Regions from separate parts of the Mus musculus genome. Here all the other regions are linked to region 5. The links are chromatin contacts, called in public ChIA-PET and HiChIP or PLAC-seq maps. All regions are on one chromosome and are shown on one strand. Each heading gives the region's core, a stretch centred on a gene start, on an enhancer-like site or on the middle of the called end of the contact. The rest is flanking DNA. Distances are from core to core; before and after follow the strand shown.

Region 1 (2,700 bases), core at 133-2,632, 310 kb after region 5:
TAACAGCCTATCTACAAGAGATTTTCTTTTAAGATGAGATAATAAAATTGATTTAGGGGGCCATATTTGTGACTCTAGAACATTTTCTATACCTTCATAAATACCTCAAGACAGACTATTCTTCACTCTCTGGTTTGGTGTGTTGCCGATCTTTTTCGGGTTTTGTTGTTGTTTTTGCTGTTGCTGCTGCTAGGGCTGCTGTTGTTTGGTTTTGTTTGTCTGATTTTGAATTTGTTGGGGTTGGGGAGCATTTTCGGAGAAATGTTTTTCTTGATCACATATCTGACAGCTTTTTAGTGACTGCTATATGCTAAATATAGTAGCAACCTCAGAGACCCCTAGAGGTAGAGTGTTAAAGACTGGCTCCCAAGGTGGGAAGCTATGGGACCTTTAGAAGGTCGCGGGGAGGGGGTGTCTATTGGGGCATGCCCTTGAGAGTGATGGTAGGACACCTTCCACCTTCAGGTTCCTTTTGCTCCTCCGTTCTCATTGTGAGCAGCTTTCAGCTTCACATGTTCCTGCCATGACACCGCCTCACCACCAGCCCAGACGAGAAGGGCCAACCTATCATGGACTAGATCCCTCAATGCTGTGCGGCACAAATAAACCTTTTTCTCTTATAACCCAATTATTTTGGTTACTGTGTTGTAGTAACAGATAATCAGCCGCACAGCAAGATTGGGGATCTGAAAGTAAGCAGTGTCATTATAGAATTAGGCGCAGTGGGAGTAACACAGAGGTAGAAGTAGATTCTTGTGGTCACACCAGGTATCAGAGCAAGAACTGAGGGAGGTATAGTGTGGGAATACAGAGCAGTGGACTGTTAGTTGTTTCAGAATGTTCCACAAGACTTTCAGAGAGGTTATCACTAGGCCCTACTTGTACTTTGGCCACATATGAGGGTCATCTCTATATTAAGTATCTGCAGTGATCACTAAAGGGACCTTTTCATCTCCTGGATGATAAACAATGCTCTCTGCAGTCTTCATGTTTCCTTGGGTACCACTGTAATCCTGTCTCCACCCATCAGCCTTAAGGATAAGGAAACTACCTGCCACACATTTCTAGAAAGCAGCAGTATTCTCTGAAATGTTTGTAAATGGAAAGGCCTTTCCTTTGAATTAGCTCTGAGGTCAAAGCCGAGCTTAGCATGGCCTTGGGCTGGTACTTCTTCTTTCCAGCAGTGTTTGCATGCAGCAACCACAGTGCCCCCAAGCACGCTGCAGCTAGCCCCGGCCTAGGTGAGAAACCTTCTGCTGCCTTTTATTGTCACACAGGTCTCTCTCCTGATAGCGGATGTACTTAGAAACGCTTTGTAAAGTCCTTGGTATTCGTGTGGTTCTTCCTAGAAACCGAGACGGTTTCAAGAGAAGGGTTGCAGCCCCTGAGCAGTAAGAGAACTCGTACTCTGCAGTCATCTATTAAGGGATTCCTTTACAGTGGTCCTTCCTTCCTCTCTGCTTACAAAAGATACCTGAGAATAATTTTAAATTCTAAAAATATGTTAATGTTAAGTGTAGGATCGTGTTTGTTTAATTTTCCTTTCTGTATTTCCTGAAAGTCTAAGGATATACAGATAACACATCAGGCCCTTTTCTTGTTTAAGCAACTTTCAAATTGGACTTCCAAGCTGTGTCTTCCATCGCCTGTTTCTCCAGCTCCAGTCCTCTGTGAGCTGCCGTGTTGTCAAGTCTGTAACTGGGTGAGGGGTGAGTTTGAGGAAGAGCCTGACTCGAGGAACTGGTTAGTGATTTCATTTGCAGAGATAGAAGACTGGAAAAGGAGAACAAGGTTGGGTGGAAGGGTAGTGGTACAGAAAAGGCCAAGAGAAGCGCGCCTGGCGTAGCAGGCTGCCAGCCCCGTGCAGAGCATTTTGGCTAAGCAGTTCTTCCTTCCCCTCTCTCCAGGACCCTTGCTCATCCATACACCATTTTAGTGAAAACCTTTTGGATATAAGTATCGTAGGAAGATCCCTTGTTCTCATCAGCTTTCTGATAAACATACAGTGCTCTAGAAATATTGACTTTAAAAACAAAACAACAACAGTAACAACAAAAACAGAACAAACAAAAACCACATTGTTTAAAAGTGATAATTAAACAAAAACCCTAAAAGGGAACGACTGAACCAGCTGTGATGGTGCATGCCAGCAATCCCAGCACTCTGGAGGCAGGGCAGAAGGATCGCTGCAAGTTCTAGTCCAGCCTGGTCTACATAGAAAGTTCTAGGCTAGCCCGGGCTACATACCCAAGATTCTATCTCAAAAGGGGGGGGGATCAAAATAGGTCTGATAACAGAACTTAGCACGTGTGCAGGCCTGAGTTTAGTCCCCAGCACCCTTCTCCTTCCCCAAAGGGAAGGAAGATCTGAAGTCAGTGACTTGCATAGTGACAGTGAACCTGAGTCACAGGTCCCAGTCCTGCTTCTGTTCCTGGCGCTGCCAGCCACCAGCTCCTTGCTCTCAGATGTCTCTCTCTGTCCATCTGCCCTTCCCTGTTGCTGGAAGCAGGCCATGGTGCTTCATCAAACATCAAACTGGAGGTTATATACAGCACGAGCTGGTTAGCCCAACATGGAACTTTAATGTCTGCCATGCTTCACGGATATTTCCTTTCCCTTTTCCCTACCCCTGTCCGTACCCTGAGATAAGGCAAGAAGAAGGAGAAGGGAGAAGAGAGAAGGGAGAGGGGAGGAAGAAGA
Region 2 (2,700 bases), core at 68-2,567, 340 kb after region 5:
CCCTTTAGCAAGCACGTGAAGCCCACGCTGTCCTCGTAGGACAAAAGGGAAGACACCTCCTTTAATAACTGACTTCCTTTTTTTCTTTTAAAGATTTGTTTACTTATTTTATGTGAGTACACTGTTGCTCCCTTCAGACACACCAGAAGAGGGCCTCAGATCCCATTACAGACAGTTGTGAGCCACCATGTGGCTGCTGGAAATGGAACTCAGATCCTCTGGAAGAGGCATCAGTGCTCTTAACCACTGAGCCATCTCTCTAGCCCACTGACCGACTTTCTTTTACCCTACCTGGTCAGCCTGGCAGGGCAGGCATCATATTGGTCTTCCCGTTCTGGGTTCCCTTAAGTCAGCACCGTGAAGAACAAGGACATCCTGACCTGCCATGTACTGAAAAGGCAAAGAAAAAGACTTCTGAGTACTGTGTGGCCAACCCAATCTACTGCTCGGTGGACCAGGAGACGCTGGCTCCTCATTATCCTGTTACAACCAGCGAGTGAGAGTTACCTGGCCTTTAAAGCATGCTTATTGATGGTATTTGGCTCGTTGGTTTCTCCTTGAGTCAGGCTGAGTCTCCATTATGGAACAGTCCCCTGCAGCCCCGTGTGTTAGAACATTTGGTTCTCACCTGGTCTGCCTGTTCTGAGAGGTGGTGGGACTGTGACCTGGCTAACAGAAGTCATTCATTGAGGCTGGAGGCTTGCATCCTACCGAACACTCTGCCGATGTGAGAAGTAACAGACGCAGCCGTTCCTGTCCGCCTTCCTCACCGTGATGAGCTAGCTGCCTTCCCCGAAACCAGGAGCCAACATAAATCTCCCTCCAGGTTACCTTTCTGCCTCTGAGTTTGCCTATTGTGGTGATGAAAGTCACTGGCGCATGTTCACCAGCAGTCACCTGGCATTATCTGGAGGACACAGGACAGTGAGGCGGTGGTGTGAGCCAGCTTTGCAGCCTCCAGTCCCCTCTTGTATCACTTCCTACCTGGGTGACTGTGCCCAACCATCCCTCGACCTCAGTCTCAAGTATTAAAGCGAGAGCACTCAAGCGTAAATCCCACACAGTGGTGCAAAACGGCACTCATGCAGCATTTGGCTTTCTCTTCTGGATTTATATACTCAGTATCGGTGATTATGTTGTCTGTGTTGCTACACCATCATCTAGAGCAGGATAGCATTATCATTGCTAACATCAGGCATGAGAAGAATTCGAAGTCAAAAAGTCTTGGGCCCTGCAGCACTGAGATCCTAGACAGTACCCCAGTCCTAAGTATCAGACTTAAACTTGGGCCACAGCACACTAAACAGTGTGGCCGGGTGACTCATTAATGAAGTCATGCCTAGTCACTCTGGGGCTCTTCCTGGTCCTGCCCCATCTGCCCCACCACAGCTTCTGCAAAGGCCAGAGCCAAGCCTAGAATCTGGCAAGACACTGAGTACACAGATGAGGTCCAGAAAACCTATCTAATAAGACTCAGAAACCAGGTGGGACTGTTTGGGGCAGAGGCCCACAGACTGCTGGGCAAGGTGTTAGGGGCTTCTTGCCTTGAAACCCTGTTGCCACAGCACTTCACAGAGTGGCGAGCATAATCCCCAAGGCCATTGTAGACTCTTGTTCTGAGCCACAGGAAGAAATGCCTCACATTTAGCTTGTAGGGGAACTCCGAACAGTCAGCAAGAATTTCTTCTGAGAAGGACAGAAATGACTATCTCCCTGCCATTCAGTGTCTTCAGCCTTCTGAGACGGGAGCAAGCACACGTTTGTCTATGAGACCAAGGAGCACAGAATGTGCTAGAACTGTGTCATGCCTACAGCTGTGTCTCTGGCTGACTGGCTTCAGTCAGGAAAAGACCAATGGTTGTCTGTGGACCGTCACTAGACACTGCCTTCCAAACTGATTGATGAGACAGCTGTGCCCTGTCCCGTCTCAAATGGAACTCCGTGCAGAGATCCCTTTTATTCTCATATTTCTGAAGCATGTTGAACCAGAAAGCTGCATTTGAAAAAATAATAACAATATAAGTTGGGTGTGGTAACACATGCCCGTAATCTTAGCACTTGGAGGGAGGAAGCAGGAGCAGTAGAAGCACAACTTCAATGCCATCTTTGGCTAACTGGCTTGTTTGAGAGCAGCATGGGATACTTGACATCTAGCCTCAGGAACAGCCTTTAAAAGTACCTCATAATGTGTATATTATATATGTTATTTTATGTAAGGTTGTTTTTGATTATGTGTGTAGGGTGTATGCACCTGAATGCTGATACCTACAGGAGAAAGAGGCATCTGGCCCCCTCAGAACCGGAGTTATAGTCTTCTGTGAGCTTCTGTGGGTACTGTGAGCATGACACACTCTTAAGGACTGAGCCATCTCTCCAACCTGAGGTTGACTTTAATTACATGCATTGCATACTCTCATTTGACAGCGACAATGTGGTTATTATAGAACATTTTAAAAATACAGGCCTAGAGTGTTCTTTTTTGTACCAGAAAGTAAAGACAAAATTTTGCAAATGTCACAGGTTTTAACTTGAAGGAGTGGGTACATACCTCTGAGGTATTTTGGATATCAAACTACATAATTATATTAAACAATTATAAGCCATCAAATAAGATCAAGTTTATACTGATGTAAAGAAATGGAAGATAAGTCACTGTGTTAGGGTAGAAGAGATGATGGTGTTGGACATTTGATAATTATT
Region 3 (2,700 bases), core at 187-2,686, 440 kb after region 5:
TACCAGTCTACTCCCTTTACATAAATTGTCCCATTTCATCCTTGCTCAGTGAACCTCAAGAAGTAGTCCTTTTTGCCATATGGATTTTAGGAAAAGAACAAAAATTTGCTTGGAGGACTAAAATTCTCCACAGTCATGAATCCACAGGACTGATAATTTACTTCAAACGTAATTCTTAATCTACCACACTACAGGTTCAAAATTTGCCAAGCACAGGTATGAGAGGATGGGAAGAGTATTGTTGTAAAGTCAGCCTTTTAAAAGCTTGAAGGAAGAGCTGGGATGTCACTCACTGTTAGAGTGATTAAGTCGCAGATGTGAGGCCTGGTGAAAAACAAACTGGAAGGCGAGGTGGAGTGGTGCATACCTTTAAACCCAGCACTCGAGAGTCAGAGGCAAAGGCAAAGGGATCTTTGAGTTCAAGGCCAGCCTGGTCTACAGAACTAATTCTAGCACAGCTAAGGCTATCCAAATAAACCCTGTCCCCTCCCCTCCTCCCCCCAATCAGGAAGACTGAGAGCAAGAAGTGCTTCTGTGCTTTGGGTACATTTGGGAAACAGTTGGGGCCAAAATGACAGCAACAGGAATAAGATTTTAACAGGAGTTCTGCTTAACTTGTACATACCTTGCACTCTGTAATTTCACAAATTTAATGAGATAAACTTCTGTAAAATCTTCCGCTGGGTATTCATCTAGAGCGTTATACTGTTCAATCGCACCATACAGAGCAAAACGCTCAACTAATTCCTTCATGGCTCCCACTGCAGGAACTCCTTGTATTAGTAAGTACTGAGACTCCAAATTGATTGTATATACCTAAAGTCAAAGGAGACCTCGTTAAATGTACTCTTCAAACAAGCCTATGGCAAATCGGTCCTCCCACCCCCTTTTAAATGGAGCTTTGAAAACAAGAAACAATCCGGTCTGCAAAACATACACACTAAACTGTCACTCTTCTGCCTAAAGACTACCACACTCCACATAAGGGTATCTGACTAAACCACTTAACAGACGTCTTTTCCAAAAGCTGACTCCAGAGAGGTTAATGTAAACAGCCACTGAACACTCACTCACCCTGGGCTTGCCCTGTGAGAAGCGCTATTGTAAACACATAGGATACAAAGCTAAAAATAGTGGGTTGGAGGTTTGGTAAGCAGCTAACCGAGGGTAGTGATAACCTTTGGTACCGGGGCCCGGGTTCTTCGTGCCCCCTCCACTTAGAGATGGATCTCACAACATCCCTGCCATGCCTTTATGGAGGCAGGCCTTGGGGAGCTAGTGCTCACAGGAATTTAGTGTCCCTGCCGAGGGGAGAGAAGAATCCGAGTCACTCTACCTTGACCGCGCGAGGGCGTCGGCCCTCCCGGTATTTGGCCCGCGAGTCACACACAGCCGTCTGGACGTGGTGATCGAATACGCCACCAGGTTTCCCGTCACTGGATGCCATCTTGCCGGCTCTAGTCCCCCGCGCCAGAACAACATCCGCCAGCCGCGCTCCTCTGAGTCCAATAAGAGAGCAGGATGGACCAGGCGTGCTAGGATTGGCTGAAGGATCGACCCCATCGACGATCATCTCCTGAGAGCGAGAATTCGACGAGCGACGTGCCGCCCCCTAGAGCTTCGGAGGTGGCCCGAGGGTGACAGCGGCCGGGCGTGGGAAGAGGGGGGCGGGCCTGATCGATGTTCTCGGGTTCCGACGCTCTCACCTGACGAGAAGCCGGTGGACTCCGCTCTCCGGTGAGAGTTGAACCTTGGGACAATGTGGAGCAGCGATCGCTTAGCGGGTGCGGGGTCTGGTGGGGCGGTCGTGACGGTGGCCTTCACGAATGCTCGGGACTGCTTCCTGCATCTGCCGCGGCGCCTCGTGGCCCAGCTTCACCTGCTGCAGGTAACGCGCTGGCGGGACGCGGACACCACTGACGTCTCGTGGGACTAGGGTCAGCTGACACCTTTTCCTGCAGGGACATCGTCTGCCACCGACCCCGAGCTGAGGCGTGAGCGAGGGCCCCCTGCGGGCATGGCGTGGAGTGGCAGCGTGTGCATCCACACCACGGCTAGTGTATCCTCAGACCCTACCGTGGAATTCCTAGTGCACCCCTTTAACTCGGTTAAAGCAAGCTGAGCATGCAAGGGTTCTGCCCCAGCAGTCAGAAGCGGCCCTCACTCAAGGATGGAAAGTTCTAGAGAGCTCTTACAGGTTTGCTTACAGGTTGCTAAAGCATTATCCTGCCAACGAGTTGCCGGTGCAGCGATAGAGGTGTTGAGTGGCAGACTTGGTTTGTAGATTACCAAGGTTTCCAACCTGTGCGAAAGGTTAATAAAAGGATAGATAGCTCTCCCTGCTCCGGAGGACTTCGAACATAGCAAGAATATGTGCGGCGAGGGAGGTGGGGCGGGGTGACAAGGTGATGGAATTATTCACACCCCACACTTTCACCTCGGTAGCTAGGATTACTTGGACCTCAGCGAGCTGTCTGGATTCTGTCATTATGGTGTTTCAAGGCTATTAACCATCGGTGGAAATACAGCATCCATATTTTCCTAAGAGTGAGCAGAAATAGACTCTCTTAGTTTGAGTGTATTCATGGGGTTAGAGTATTTGAAATCTAAAATCCTAGATGCATGGTACCTGAACACTGGGTCATAAAAAAAATATACAAGAGTTTGAAATGACTTCAAGTATTCTACCTTTATTTCCTC
Region 4 (2,700 bases), core at 142-2,641, 330 kb after region 5:
AAGAATACATAAAACCACAGCCTTGGTAAACCAGTAATTTATTTAGCTGATAGACATTAGAATCTATATAAATATCAAGATTATTAGAAAGCTCCCCATGGCCAGGCGTGGTGGTACATGCCTTTAATCCCAGCACTCGGGAGGCAGAGGCAGGTGGATTTCTGAGTTCGAGGCCAGCCTGGCCTACAGAGTGAGTTCCAGGACAGCCAGGGCTACACAGAGAAACCTTATCTCGGAAAAAGAAAGAAAGAAAGGAAGAAAGAAAGAAAGGAAGGAAGGAAGGAAGGAAGGAAGGAAGGAAGGAAGGAAGGAAGGAAGGAAGAAAGCTGCCCATGACCATCCACCAAAATGGCCTCATACATCACCAGCTGAGTGTATCTAAAATACAACTAAACCCTAAAATACAACTCCCTGTAGAATGGTTGCTATATGAGAGGGTCACTCCCGAGACATGACCATATAAATCCTAGTAAAAAAGAAACTCATTGAGTGTGTGATGAGTTCGTTAAGCAGAACTGGCTGGTGAGGGATGGGTGCTGTGGGTTGGTATAAAAACTGTACGGGGGGCTGAAGAGATGGCTCAGCGGTTAAGAGCACTGACTGCTCTTCCAGAGGTCCTGAGTTCAATTCCCAGCAACCACATGGTGGCTCACAAACATCTGTAATGGGATCCGATGCCTCTTCTGATGTGTCTGAAGACAGCTACAGTGTACTCATATACATAAAATAAATAAATCTTTTAAAAAGAAGAAGGAGAAGAAGAAGAATTTCAAAGAATTCTCAGTGAAAGCCCAGAGGTCGCATCCTACTTGTTTGTATAAAATCTTTGAGGAATAATCATTTTTGTATGAGCAATATTTGGCATCCTTCCCAGAAGCAAAGAAGGCAGGTGAGTGAAACACTTCTGGTCTTCCAAGCCCGGGGCTGTCTCCTTCAGGAGTTACCTCACCATGCCATATTCAGAGGGTAGAGACATGGAATCTTCCACAAGTAGGGCAAATAACTTGTTCGGGAACACCAACTATTACACAGCAGAGCCAGGTTTGAATCCAAGTCGTCCTGATACTATAGCTGCCAATTGCTCTACTCTGTTAGGTTTTTGCTCTTGACAACACCAAACATACAAGAGCTTTTTTTTCTATAGTATTTTATGTATTGCTACAAGAGAACAACAATGACATTTTAGAGGCGAAAGAGCAGATCACATAGTCAATGCCCTCGATTTCCACTTTCCCCAGCGTTCGAAAGGCTGATTGATTCTCTGTCACATTATCAAGAGTTACATGCTTTCTATTCTAAAACTGATGCCTAGGAAATACAAACTCAATAAAGAGAGTCTTAGGGCAGATGGTTGCCAAATAGCCAGAAAGTTAAATACCATCTGTCAGTATTATCTGAGTTTAATAATTGCCTGCACTGACCCACAGAAGCATTCTACAGAGTGGATAACACGGATTAGAGCTATATTCTTTTTAATCTCCCTTCTCTCTCCTTTGTAAGTAAACCATCTTGATGTCACGTTGAGATGTGTATTGTGCTAAAACAGTCAGAGATCTGGTCAGTAGCCATGTAGTTAAAGTGATGGGAGGGCTAGGGGGAGATGTGGGGACAGGAATAGAGTGGTATTTAACTCTGCGGCAAGATCAACTACTCATCTCCACTCTCTGGGTACCTAGTAGTTGCTTTGTGGTCCTGGCCAGAACTGTTAGTTTCTCGTTTGAAAGTTATGGGGTTTTCCAGGTTAAAGCAAAGGTATAAAAGAGAGTGTACATTGAAACAGAATAGAATATGCTACAAATTCTTTGAATATGGAGATTGTGGTGAGCAGATAGGAATTCTTAGAAATTCTGGGTTGCCAGCCCTGCTGGTCCTTAGCTACAAAGTGCCAAATGCCACCAAGAAAAATATAACAAATACTGTCACTGTTCGCAGGAAACAAACTTCATGATAATATTACTCGTTGTCTGGTGGCTTCTCTAGACTTGTCGTCATTGATTTCTATGAATTAAATACCCACTAGCAGAAGCTAACAGTTTATAACTGTCCTTTGTGGCTTGAAGGCCAGTGAGCAAATGTCTAAAATGTTACTGAGCGCCTTGCCAATTTTCCCCTCCCTTGCTGTGTTGGTGGGCATCCATATTGTACTCTCCTAGTGACCTCAAGGAAACGAAGGGCTTGACTGGCTGTCACAGATGCCCAGGCACCAGGAGGTGAGAAAACCTGCCACCTCCGGCTCGGTCAGAACTTGCGTGCAGAGCTTCAGGCTCTTACGCAGCTAGGCTTTCTGCCTCCTGTCTTCTTGGTCTTTATTTAAAGAACTTTAAAGGAGCATCCTATTAGATACGGAACCCAGGTAAAGGGGACCAGTCTTGATAGAGCGATAGACAGATCCAGGATAGCTCAGTCTGAGAACAAGCAGATACTTTCACACTCTAATCAGTGTTGAGTTTTCAACTCTTTTTTTTTTAATTAGGTATTTTCCTCGTTTACATTTCCAATGCTATCCCAAAAGTCCCCCATACCCACCCCCCCAATCCCCTACCCACCCACTCCCCCTTTTTGGCCCTGGCATTCCCCTGTACTGGGGCATATAAAGTTTGCAAGTCCAATGGGCCTCTCTTTCCACTGATGGCCAACGAGACCATCTTTTGATACATATGCAGCTAGAGACAAGAGCTCCGGGGTACTGGTTAGTTCATA
Region 5 (2,700 bases), core at 115-2,614:
AAGCATCCCCCCTGGGCCGGGCTTGTTCATAGATTAAGATGACAGTGCAGGCCATCATCTGGAACATCAGACAATACTTTCTTGTGAGTCCTTAGGCCTGCATAATTGAAATAACAGCTGTTGGGACTGCATGGGAAGCACTGGGGAACACTGAACATGCTAACATAGTTAGCCTCAAATCAAAGGTCAGGAGATTTTAGTTTGTCACATAAAACAAAACAAAACAAGCAAACAAAAGAAAAAAAACACCATTCATGTAGCCTAGGATATCACATAGTCATGTGTTGAGCCTTCTTGGCACACAGCTAAGCTGTTTAGATATATTTTTAGTTTGTTCTCGGTGTCCCCATTTCTTTTTAAATCACTTTCTTGTGGAGGGGGGGGGGGAAGAGGGAGCCACATTTAAATTTAATGGAGACAGCGTTGGCCAGAACTTTGAGGAACATGAATGCATTCATCCCACCCCCTTCCTTAGAAGCAGCCTCCGGTGTGAGGTGAGATTTGAGTCATATTAATTTGTCCCAAACCACACCAAAATTTAGCTGTTCACATCTGAAACATCCCACGATTTCTGTTGCAAGGAGGAATTTGTTCAGCCATGTTACAGCTTCCTATTTCTCTCCTCTCCCAAGAAAGGCTGGTGTCCTTATCAGGGAGACAGCCTTCATTTCCCACAGTGTGGAGAGCTAAATAAATACTCTCTCACAGTCGATGCAGAGGTAACTTTTTTTTTGATGGATTAAAAAAAAAAGCTGTTCTGAAAGTCCATCACTATTCCAGCATCCCCATTCAGTGAGGGGCTTTTGTCTCTCTCTCAGTGGGAGCTGCCATTTTAATGGGACCTCCAGCGGGGCCTGATTTGATGATGTGAAGTAGGCCTGGAAGAATCTAGGAACTTTTTTTTAAATTTCGATTTTGGTTAATTTAACCATAGTAGCTTTCAAAAGGACTGAAATGTTAAAGTGAATCCACAGAAAATGTCGCTGAGAAGCGGCTACCAGATAATTTCAGGGACTCCTTTCTGAAGCGCTGTCCTGTGAAAACCAATCTCTTGAAGTTCTAATAGGCATTACGAGCTCCCTGCCCCCAACCCGCAATCTATTTTCAAAGAAGAAAACCGGGAGAAGAATTCATTCTCAGAAATATGCATACGTATACACAGACACAAACACCCGCCCTGAAACCAGATGAAACAGAATCGCTCTTAGCTGACTGGTGAGGCCAAGCCTGGATTTGGATGGCTTTGTGGTAATTCTGGGGTTTCCCTTCTCCCTGAGTCATAGTCACCGCGGTATGTGAAATACTCTCCCCACCGCACCACCTCCTCTCCCGAGATCCGGAGTGCCAAAGCTGCACACCACGCACTTGCCCCACAAAAAGATGCCAACCCCCTGGGCACACTTCCCAAACTTTTGAGATAAGACTGATGCTCTGGGCGGGGTGGCAGGGTTGTGGGGAGAGCAGATGGAGCCTGCAGAGCCAAGCCTGCATGCAGCCAGCTCTCCGAGGGCGGTGCTGGTGTGGGCTCTGCCTCCGTAGTCCCCGCGGCCACACGCTGACTGTGCTTGGCAGCTGCTCGCCCAGATGCCAACCGCTGGAATGTGTTTTATGTTCCCGCACCTCTGCTTGGCCTGCCTGGGGACAAACTTGCTGGGCCTCTCAAGTGAGATGGTGGGTGGCAGCAGCTGGGGAACAAAAGGAGGTGCCCTCAACACGTGAGAGTTGGTCACCCTTCTGGGAACTGTCTCATTTCCCGGATGCCCTCTTTGTAAGGCTAACAGACCAAAGTCTCCACCTAGAATGATTGTTTTAGTATGTGGCTGACTGTGTGGACCTCGGAAGCCCGGGAAATTAATTCAGTGTTTCTTGCAAAGAGTCAATCAAGTGCTATCACGTAGAAATGAAAACACACACATGCGCACGCGCGCGCAAGACGAGAATCATTCTGGATGTGTGCAATTTTATTGTATCTATCCTTGTTGTATTCCGATAGTTGGATGTCTACAGAAATTAATTTGAAATTCAACTTTGTTTTTTTCCTATAACCAGGTTGTCTGCAGTAAGACTGGGCGTGGGAAAGATGTAGGCACTTAGACCTACACACAACAACAGATACAGGAAAAGCCTTTAAGGTTTCATGATTTGAGAATCTTTGAGACAGTTTTAAATCATTCAGATGATAAGATATGATATCATGAAGTTGGTAGCTAATCAATTTTATTACTCTGTTTTATTTGGCCAATGTAGATACTCTCCGGGTTTTGTCTTGTTCTTCTCCTTGTTGAAATGGTTGGTCCAAAGGTTTCCCAGCCCATCAGTGCATCTCTCTTGGTTATGAAACTATCTCCTCAAATTAAAACATTACCTCTTACATGGAGGAAGTAAGTGAAATTCATAAAATGCAATAAAAGAAACACACAAGGCCCAGATAATATAAGAAACTTACAAGGCTCAGGAAAGTCATAATTTTTTTTAAAGGCTATGCCCCACCAGTCCCAAAGTTATATAAGCAGTAAAATCTGCTTTGGAGGGGTCAAGGGGAGTTGGACATACACAGATGGACAGTGGGCTGGACGTCAACAAGGGCAGGGAGATGTATCCAGGGATGCATTGAAAAGCAAGCTTGCAGCTGAAAGAGTCAGACTCAGATATTTGACCAAACCATTGGACAGAAGCAGCTGACCCCTGTTGTTGAATTAG

Evidence for each region. ChIA-PET counts read pairs in DNA pulled down with a chosen protein or histone mark. HiChIP or PLAC-seq counts read pairs in DNA pulled down with a chosen protein or histone mark.
Region 1: a BATF HiChIP or PLAC-seq map of CD8 T cells shows a contact between it and region 5, with 8 read pairs. The contact joins two enhancer-like sites. A contact is called at or near these places in 2 of 115 datasets of contacts at active chromatin or transcription factors (CD8 T cells and effector CD8 T cells).
Region 2: a contact with region 5 is called in an RNA polymerase II ChIA-PET map of effector CD8 T cells, with 18 read pairs. The contact joins two enhancer-like sites. A contact is called at or near these places in 1 of 484 Hi-C or Micro-C datasets (bone marrow-derived macrophages) and 6 of 115 datasets of contacts at active chromatin or transcription factors (CD8 T cells, acute myeloid leukemia, effector CD8 T cells and 3 more).
Region 3: a contact with region 5 is called in an H3K27ac HiChIP or PLAC-seq map of the NIH/3T3 cell line, with 8 times the contacts expected there. The contact joins the promoter of Pex1 here to the enhancer-like site in region 5. A contact is called at or near these places in 7 of 39 promoter capture datasets (the 3T3-L1 cell line, the C10 cell line, hippocampal neurons and 3 more), 2 of 484 Hi-C or Micro-C datasets (bone marrow-derived macrophages and myocytes), 9 of 115 datasets of contacts at active chromatin or transcription factors (the 230-238 cell line, the NIH/3T3 cell line, astrocytes and 5 more) and 2 of 9 other capture datasets (adipose tissue and macrophages).
Region 4: a BATF HiChIP or PLAC-seq map of CD8 T cells shows a contact between it and region 5, with 6 read pairs. The contact joins two enhancer-like sites.

What each region holds. Positions count from the first base shown.
Region 1 is chr5:3,459,874-3,462,573 of GRCm38.p6, forward strand. The region is part of intron 4 of Cdk6 (cyclin-dependent kinase 6); the gene reads left to right. Among named protein-coding and RNA genes, the nearest start is that of Gm29868, 49 kb to the left of the region's middle. Within about 2 kb of position 1,383, at least 79 of the 459 cell types and tissues checked have an H3K27ac peak or open chromatin away from gene starts, as enhancers often do. A contact at or near this core is called in CD8 T cells and effector CD8 T cells, where this site is marked.
Region 2 is chr5:3,493,209-3,495,908 of GRCm38.p6, forward strand. All of the region lies in intron 5 of Cdk6 (cyclin-dependent kinase 6), which reads left to right. Among named protein-coding and RNA genes, the nearest start is that of Fam133b, 49 kb to the right of the region's middle. Within about 2 kb of position 1,318, at least 161 of the 459 cell types and tissues checked have an H3K27ac peak or open chromatin away from gene starts, as enhancers often do. A contact at or near this core is called in CD8 T cells, acute myeloid leukemia, bone marrow-derived macrophages and 4 more, where this site is marked.
Region 3 is chr5:3,594,630-3,597,329 of GRCm38.p6, forward strand. Pex1 (peroxisomal biogenesis factor 1) reads left to right here and starts at 1,437. Exons shown (of 24, transcript NM_001293806.1): 1 at 1,437-1,888. The coding sequence starts at 1,760. Rbm48 (RNA binding motif protein 48) reads right to left here and starts at 1,918. Exons shown (of 5, transcript NM_172991.4): 1 at 1,337-1,918; 2 at 626-816. The coding sequence starts at 1,573.
Region 4 is chr5:3,476,225-3,478,924 of GRCm38.p6, forward strand. All of the region lies in intron 5 of Cdk6 (cyclin-dependent kinase 6), which reads left to right. Among named protein-coding and RNA genes, the nearest start is that of Gm29868, 65 kb to the left of the region's middle. Within about 2 kb of position 1,392, at least 14 of the 459 cell types and tissues checked have an H3K27ac peak or open chromatin away from gene starts, as enhancers often do. A contact at or near this core is called in CD8 T cells, where this site is marked.
Region 5 is chr5:3,150,932-3,153,631 of GRCm38.p6, forward strand. No RefSeq gene overlaps it. Among named protein-coding and RNA genes, the nearest start is that of Gm36548, 120 kb to the right of the region's middle. Within about 2 kb of position 1,365, at least 196 of the 459 cell types and tissues checked have an H3K27ac peak or open chromatin away from gene starts, as enhancers often do. A contact at or near this core is called in CD8 T cells, the NIH/3T3 cell line, acute myeloid leukemia and 7 more, where this site is marked.